Linked DNA regions of Mus musculus: region 2 is linked to region 1. A link is a contact called in public Hi-C data. All regions are on one chromosome and are shown on one strand. Each heading gives the region's core, a stretch centred on a gene start, on an enhancer-like site or on the middle of the called end of the contact. The rest is flanking DNA. Distances are from core to core; before and after follow the strand shown.

Region 1 (3,720 bases), core at 531-3,030:
TCCCTTCCCCGCCCTCTTCCCCATCATGGTCTACATCAAAAGGGAACAAAGCTGATTGAGGCCCAACCAGAGCTGGCCACTCTGTGGGCCTAGAGGGAAAATGAGTTAAAGTCCAATTTCATCTGGCCCATAAAAGGCAGGAGGCACACAGTGCACAGTTGAGACACAAAGCCCTGCCCCAGGCTAAACAGCACCTTTAACAGAATGGTTCCCATGTCCCTGCTACTGCAACCAAAGAGGGCAATGACCGTGGTGCCCAAGTTACCCTCCAGGGTGGGAGGGAGGCAGTGATAGTCTGATCACATGAGGTCTAAAGCAGGTACGGGAGCCAGAGGGCGTCGAGACTGAACCAGTGGCCACTTTCCTCGGTGCCAATGAGGGTTTTCCCAGAGTCTGCACCTTCAATGACTCAGCAAAGAGATACACATGGAGAAGACACTGAGAGATACAGAAGACAGAGAAGGTACAGGAAAAGTAGACGACGGGAGTCAGGAAGGAGGAGGAGAAGGGTGGGGTCAGAGGAGGGGAGGGAGGCAGGTCATTTGGGAGTTGGGAAAAACTGAATCCATTCTTCCCCAACCACTCAGCTCTTTGCCCTGCAAACATGGGCTACCTGCCCATGGGATTCCTGACCATGGAACTCTCTCCATGTGCCTTCAGAGTCATTGCCAGGGAGGCACGGGTCGCAGCCTTGGCCAGAAGCCTTGGCTCGGAGCTAAAGCATCATCCTGCACGCCAAGCTGGACAACAGTGAACAAGGTGTACTAGTGTTCTTTACAACTCCATCTCCCCATCAGAAAAGGTGGAAGGCCGAAAGCCAGGACTTCTACTCTCACCCAAAAGGAGATGTCTTAGCGGCTACTTCCAGGCTCCCTACTGGGATCTCTCCCGATCTAATTCACAGGCTCAATTTGGCCCTAATACCCACTAGGTAATAAATCTCCCACACACATACACACTGGTGTAAACGGCCCCTGGTCCCAAGGGAGGCCTGCTGAGCTCACATCCACCCTCTGGTGTCCTTGAGGACGGTGCTACATTCACAGTGGTGGCCCTTCACTCTAGGACATCTTCCCTTGGGTTAGATTTTGCTCTCTCTTTGAGAGTTGTTCAAAGTCCGGAGGGTCACCCTCTGCCATCCCTGCCACCTGGTGGGCAGTAGAAGATTGTTATCTGGTACCATTTTGTATACCATCGGTGCCAACTCAATGTGACTCTCACCTCACTCTATCCAGAAAGGCACTGTGGATTCCAGACCGGGAAAACCAAACTTGTCATCTCAACCAGACTGGGAAAAGTTCCCTCACATGTTTTTAAACCTGAGATGTGCATATATACATGCATATATATATATATATATACACACACACACATATATATATATATATCAACTTCAAAGTCAGGAAGCGCTGGGTGCAAATCCTTCCTCCACTGTTCCAAAGCAGAGACTCAGTTTTCTTCCCACGCTGCAAGAGAAGCAGACAACTGCCTCCCTGTGGAGTAGTGGGGGGGGTTGGGGGAGTATGGGGTGAGGGTGCTGAAAGCAAGCTAGCCACAGCCCCCATTCCGCCCCCCATGAGCAGCACAGAAACAAGAGCTTAACTAGGGGCGTAGGGCCTCCCAGAAAAGGTTGAAGCTGTTGTCCAGGAGTTTGGCAGCCAGCTTAGGCGTTTCCAGGAAAAAAAAGAGGGGGGACCTCAGCTCCAGGCCATGGAAAGCTTCTGCCCCAGTATTGAGTCAGCCCTGAGTCATGAGCTGAAAACCCGCCTTGGCTGTAATTAATCCCGGACTGATGACAACTGATTTTCACCCAGTGGAAGAGGCTATCTCAGGTAATTAGGCATAACCTTGTATACTGGTAATATGCCCTTTGTACGGCATCTCTGGCTGCCGTAGCCAGCCAGGCCCTGCCTCCAAAAACAACATCAACACTACCCAACAAGATGTTCCTGATTTCAAAGGATCTCCCTCCCCCCGCAAGCATTTTCGGTGTGAAAAGCTAAATATACAAAGGCCTGTAATTGGTTTGCCCCGATCCTCTGACTCTTCCTCTCTGGGATGATCTGCACTCTGGATGGGGGAGAGGGGGAGGCAGCGTGCAATAAGCACCTGTGTTTGAATGTGACTCTGCCCCATAGTTCAGCTTCACACAGAAATCCGGTCTGCTTTCTGTGGGTTGCACGGGGGGCGGAGCCAACTGATAACGTATGCATCTATTCATTCCTCTCATTTCAGCCACTGGGCCCCACTGGCCTCCAGGCTTGGTCAGATAGTAAGCTGAGATGCACGATGGGTGGAAAGCCCCTCTGATCACTTGCCAGACTTGGTTAACTAGCCCAGGTTCATTCAGAAAGCTGAGAAAGAAACAGAATGAGGGTGGTTTGTCCAAGTCTCCCCTTCTGCTTAGAGGCCCCCAAATTCCTCGCTGAGCCTGGTGCCCCTTCACAGGCAAAGCAACAGTTCCTGCTTCCCTGAGGCACACGGGAGAGTCCTGTCTCCACAGAGGCCAGGGACACTCCTGTCAGAGCTGTGCTTGCACAACCAGGGTTTCCCTTGCCAGGCCCCTGACTAACTGTGGCCCCACCATCCAGGCCCTGCCCCAACTGCTGGACGCTCCCGTCCCGGGTTCCCACGACTCAGGCTGCTCTCCCAGGACAGCACTGTGTTCCTTGACATGTCAGATGTTGCAATGCCCAAGCAGATGAGGCAAGAGGGACAATGGGTGCCAGGCCAGCATTTCCAAAGAAGCTCCACAGAAAGTTCCAAAAGCCCCCGCTCCCCTCGTCCCCTGCCCCTCTCTTTTTTCAGCATCAAGATTCCCTGCTTTTGTCTTTAACCATCTCAACAGAGTCTCGAAAGACAGTTTAGGCTGGCTGAAAAGCTAGCTCCCTGGGCCAGTCAGCATGCCTTTGCAACAGGATCTGAGGGTTTGGGTCTGTAGTCCAAGCTCTCTTGGGACCAGTGGTAATAGTAACACAGGCTAACTGCTGGCCAGCTTGTGCTATACAGATCTGCACACGGGAAGGATACAGCAGTGTAATCGTTACGACCAGGACAGGAAGCAGGTAGGCCATCACTACCCCTGCTCTCTAATCAGGCAGACTGAGACGCAGAGGCGAGAAAGGTCCAGCCCCAAGCCATGCAGGGGAGGGAGGGGACACCTTAGTGTCCTGTCCCCCTCCAGCTTTGCTGCCCATTTAACCCTTTGCCTCTATAAACATCAGCTTTGTGTCTATGAGATGGGACACACCATGCTTCCCTTTTGGTAAATGAGAACCCCAGCATTCCCCAGAGACCTAGGAATTCTCTCTTCTCTTCAGCCCATTCACGAATGCTCCCCAACCAGGCCATCACCCCTGTGCAGCAGATATAGCAGAGAGTGGCTTTTGGTAGAACATGGTGAGTCTATCAGCCTGCTTCCAGAGGCAAGGTGAGATTTAGTCTGTGGCTGGGTCCACCCTTCGAGAAGAGCCTTCCACCAGCTGGGTTGCTCGCCTCCATACCCGCATAAGAATAAGTCACTTTCTCCTTTACTGCATTCTGTTTCCAAAGCCCAGAGGCTGCTCTTCAGCTAAGTATTGGGCTGGGGATGCAGCTCCGTGATGGAGTGCTTGCTTAGCACACACAAGGTCCTATGTTCAATCTCCAGAGCTAGAAGAGAAAAATCTTATCAAGATATTTGAAGTGTCTGACGGGGGAAGGGGGGGGGGGGATCACCAG
Region 2 (3,720 bases), core at 746-3,245, 200 kb after region 1:
GGAAAGTTGATATCATGGCTACAGTATTATCCAATTCCTTACCAGCCTGGCTACATTTCCCCAAAGCGGGTCCAAACCCACCCCCAGTGACACCCTTCTGTCTTCTCTTGATCGTCAGGGATGCCTGGGGTCCACCCCGATCTGAGCAGAAAACCCCTAGTGGGGGAGCAAACACCCAGTTCAGAGACAGAAATGAACTCCCATCTCCTTAGAATTCATATGAACAGCCAGACATGGAGCCTTATCAACCACACATTAATCATCTGTGGCAATTAGATACCCAAGACCATGCTCGGGGAATCTGATGAGCCCAGAACAGAGGAAGAAACTCTGGGCAGGCAACAGCAAAGGAGAGAAAGGCACCGTACGCGGACGGACGGCAGAGGGCTAGGTTACCAAGCGTCTGGCGGATTACCCAGCGATGAGGTTTAATTGCAAGGATTAGCATGAATGTGATGTTTCCCTTCCAAAAAAATTCGAGGAACGTCAAAACCACTCTCATCTGGGCTGGTGTGACTCACGCTTTTAATAGAAGAACTTAATTTTACTCGGGAGGAATTTGGGCTCGGGAAAACATTGTCTAAGAAACACTCATTTTAGACCCCGGACAACAGGAAGAGCCACCAGCGACACTAACACCACGCCCCCCTCCACCACCCGGAAAGTAAAAATAAAGACTCCGAGCCAGTCTTCTCGACCTTGTTGGGAGCCACAGGGTGTGGCTCCGTGCAGTTTTCAATGGGAAAGTGAGGAGTTAGGTCAGGCAGGCAGGTCCTGGCTCAGCCCAGTGGCCTGGGGCAAGTCCTGCCCCCCCCCCCTTAGAACACATCGGGTGGTACCTATGAAAGAAGCCTGGTAATGAAGCACAGGGGCCCCTGGAATTGTCGCCAAAGAAGCAGCCTACAGGGCCAGGCACAAAGGCACAGATAAAGGGAACCTTCCTGATCTCCCAGGGTAGGATGACACAGCTCCCCACAACTACTGGAGAGAGACAAGCTACACACTGTAGCTGCCGGGAACTGTTCCATCCAGGAGGGCAGGATAAGCAGGAACAGCACCCACAGAGAGGCTGAGCCCAGGACACGGGCCCCTCCGACTCTGACTCTTAGATCCCAAAGAGAGGGTAGGGAACCAGGGGTTCATAAATTAGCTGCCCCATCGCCAGAAGCAATGCAAGTCCCACCCCGACTGTTCCCAGCCGGTATCTGTAGAGACCCCAGAACCCACAAACTTCAAACCTACCTCCCTTCCCTGGGACTCGAATGAGTGACAAGGTTCCCAAAACATCTGAAGCTGGGCTGTGTGGGCTACAAGCTTCCCACCAGCCTCTGTCTGTCCCCCCTCCCCCCCCCCCCCCGGCAATAGGCTGTTATATTTTCTGTCCCTCGTCCTTCCCAGCAGGTCCTAGTTGGTATTTCCTGCCATCTTGAAGGAGAGAGGATATCCCAGGCACCCCATCTCCATATGTGAGGACTTTGCAGGTGAGTTCTGTCAGATGGAGCTTGAAGAATATTACCAGATGCCTGTGTCACACATGCTGGGTTTCAGAGCCACTGACCAAGGTCTCTGTCCCTGCCCCTAAGTCTCCAACCCAGGGATGCTACTCTCCCATCTCCCACCCTGCAATTAAGAACAGATATGCAAATGTACCTCCCCAAATCTTCCCCAGCCCTGCCCCAGCCAAGGGAGAGGCACTAATTTATAAGTTGCAGATAATGTCACCGACCATTCATCCAAATGTGTCACTAACATCCCATTAGACTGTAATTATTTTTTAATTAAAACTAAGAAAACTGGCATGCCTGAGCCGACTTTATGCATCTGTTATGGGTTAAAATAGCTTTTAAAAAATGTTTCAGAGACCACAGTCTATTGTGGCCGCGGCCTCTGCCAAAGAAAACGCAAGCTTGCTTATTTTCTCCATGGGGCGCAACAGTGCCTGTGTGTGCCGGCACAGAATCGGCTGGCCGTGAAAAGAATTCTAAATAAAACACAAACATGGAATTTGGCAACGCCACAGAAGCAAGCTTAAGACTAATTCCAGCATGCGGACGACGCTCACATAGTAAGTCTGGCTCCAGCATAAATGAAACCAGGCACTGTAAAATACCACGGCAAGTCGGAGCCTCGGCTTAAAGAGACAGGACGCTGACTGCAGGTATCCGAGCTTATAAAGCCAGCTCTCGCTGTCTCCATAAATCCATAGGTTATGAGCTGTTTGCATCCAGCCAATCCCTTCGTAAAGAGACGCGTACTAAGAGAGAAAGAAAGGGGAGGTCAGCAAATGGCAACCGTCACTTTGCACTTGACTTTCTGCTCCCATTCTGGGGGTGGAGGACTGTGTTCATTATCTCAATTAGAGCAGAAAGACGGAGACCTCAAATGAACATGCGTCGGGAACAACAGCAGAAGGAGTCCGTGGATGAAAGACGAGATGCCCAGAAAGGAAGAACATGGCTAGAAGTCAAGGTTGGCTGGGGCAGCGAGAGGAATATCTCCACCCAGGAAACGGCTGCCGTAACGATCTTGGGTATGATAATTACAGTTATAACAACAATAAAATGTAACAGTGACACAAAGCCGGCTGCTGCTTGAGGCAGGGAGTGTATCACAACTGGGAAAGACTCAACGGGAACATTTCTGGAGTCTCTGTGCCTCAGTCTCCCCATCTGTAAAGTGGGAATGATGGCACTGCCTTCCTCTCAGAGACAGGCTAGGAGTGCCAGCGTAAAACCCGTGGTAAGCATGTGTCCTATTGTCGTGCCTGACTGGAACACTTGGTTGGCACTGTTCCTAAGTTTCAGATGAGGAAACAGCCTGGCTCACCCACCCGCAATCACAGCTCGTCACAGCCAGGGTGAGAACCCAACATCCACTTCAAAGCCTTTGGTCTCCCTATGCACGCTCATGGGTGGCCACACTCTGAACTGACCATGATGTCTTGGCCTCGGTACAGTGAGTTCCCCAGCAAGCACGGGGAAGAAAATCTATCTTCAGAGACACACTCACACCAAGGTCACAGCAGGCTGCAATGCTAAGCCCGGCCATGTCGGTACACGCCTGTACCAAAGACATCCAGTACCAGACAGAAAGGTAGGAGGGGCCTCGGTAGGTGCTACCTCCTAAGAGCATACTCTCAAAGTATACCTACAAACAACAAACACCAACATAAACGCGCGTTAACAGGCACACAGAGATTCAAACACACACACAGACACACACACACAGAGCTCTTTATTACAGACATTGTGCCAGGCCCATTGACCCTGGCAGAGGCAGTGGGAAAAACGGGAGATGACATGAGGCAATGTTTGGCTCCCCATAAGAAGGCTTGGAACACTTTTCCCTCAAGCCCTCATCTCTCCTGCAGGTCTGCTGAGGTAGCAGGCCAGGCTAGTCTCACCACAAGCTCTCCCTTGCCCAAACCCGAGCTTAGCCAGCTACCAATTGGCCAGTGCCACAGCTACCTGTCCAGGTGAAACCAGGATGTCCCCAGCCGCCATCAGCCATAGAAGCCACAGTCTGACTCTCGAGAACCATTCTCTCAGCAAAGGAGGGCTGAGGACGGGGCTCCTCAAACCCTGTTTCCCCAGGGGTCACTGCCCGACATGCTGACATTACCACACTCTGGTGGGCTCTGACATGCTCTTCCTAGGATGACGTCCAGTATCCTAGAAGACACAGGCTAAAAATACTCCTGTTTTCTCAGAGCTGGTTTAC

Evidence for each region. Hi-C and Micro-C count contacts between places; a contact is called where the count stands out from the background.
Region 2: a Hi-C map of embryonic fibroblasts shows a contact between it and region 1, with 2.1 times the contacts expected there. The contact joins two enhancer-like sites. A contact is called at or near these places in 3 of 484 Hi-C or Micro-C datasets (adipose-derived mesenchymal stem cells, embryonic fibroblasts and nephron progenitors) and 2 of 115 datasets of contacts at active chromatin or transcription factors (embryonic stem cells and pancreatic cancer cells).

What each region holds. Positions count from the first base shown.
Region 1 is chr12:107,750,606-107,754,325 of GRCm38.p6, forward strand. No RefSeq gene overlaps it. Among named protein-coding and RNA genes, the nearest start is that of 4930465M20Rik, 17 kb to the left of the region's middle. Within about 2 kb of position 1,781, at least 64 of the 459 cell types and tissues checked have an H3K27ac peak or open chromatin away from gene starts, as enhancers often do. A contact at or near this core is called in embryonic fibroblasts, where this site is marked.
Region 2 is chr12:107,950,461-107,954,180 of GRCm38.p6, forward strand. The region is part of intron 3 of Bcl11b (B cell leukemia/lymphoma 11B); the gene reads right to left. Among named protein-coding and RNA genes, the nearest start is that of Bcl11b, 51 kb to the right of the region's middle. Within about 2 kb of position 1,996, at least 62 of the 459 cell types and tissues checked have an H3K27ac peak or open chromatin away from gene starts, as enhancers often do. A contact at or near this core is called in embryonic fibroblasts, where this site is marked.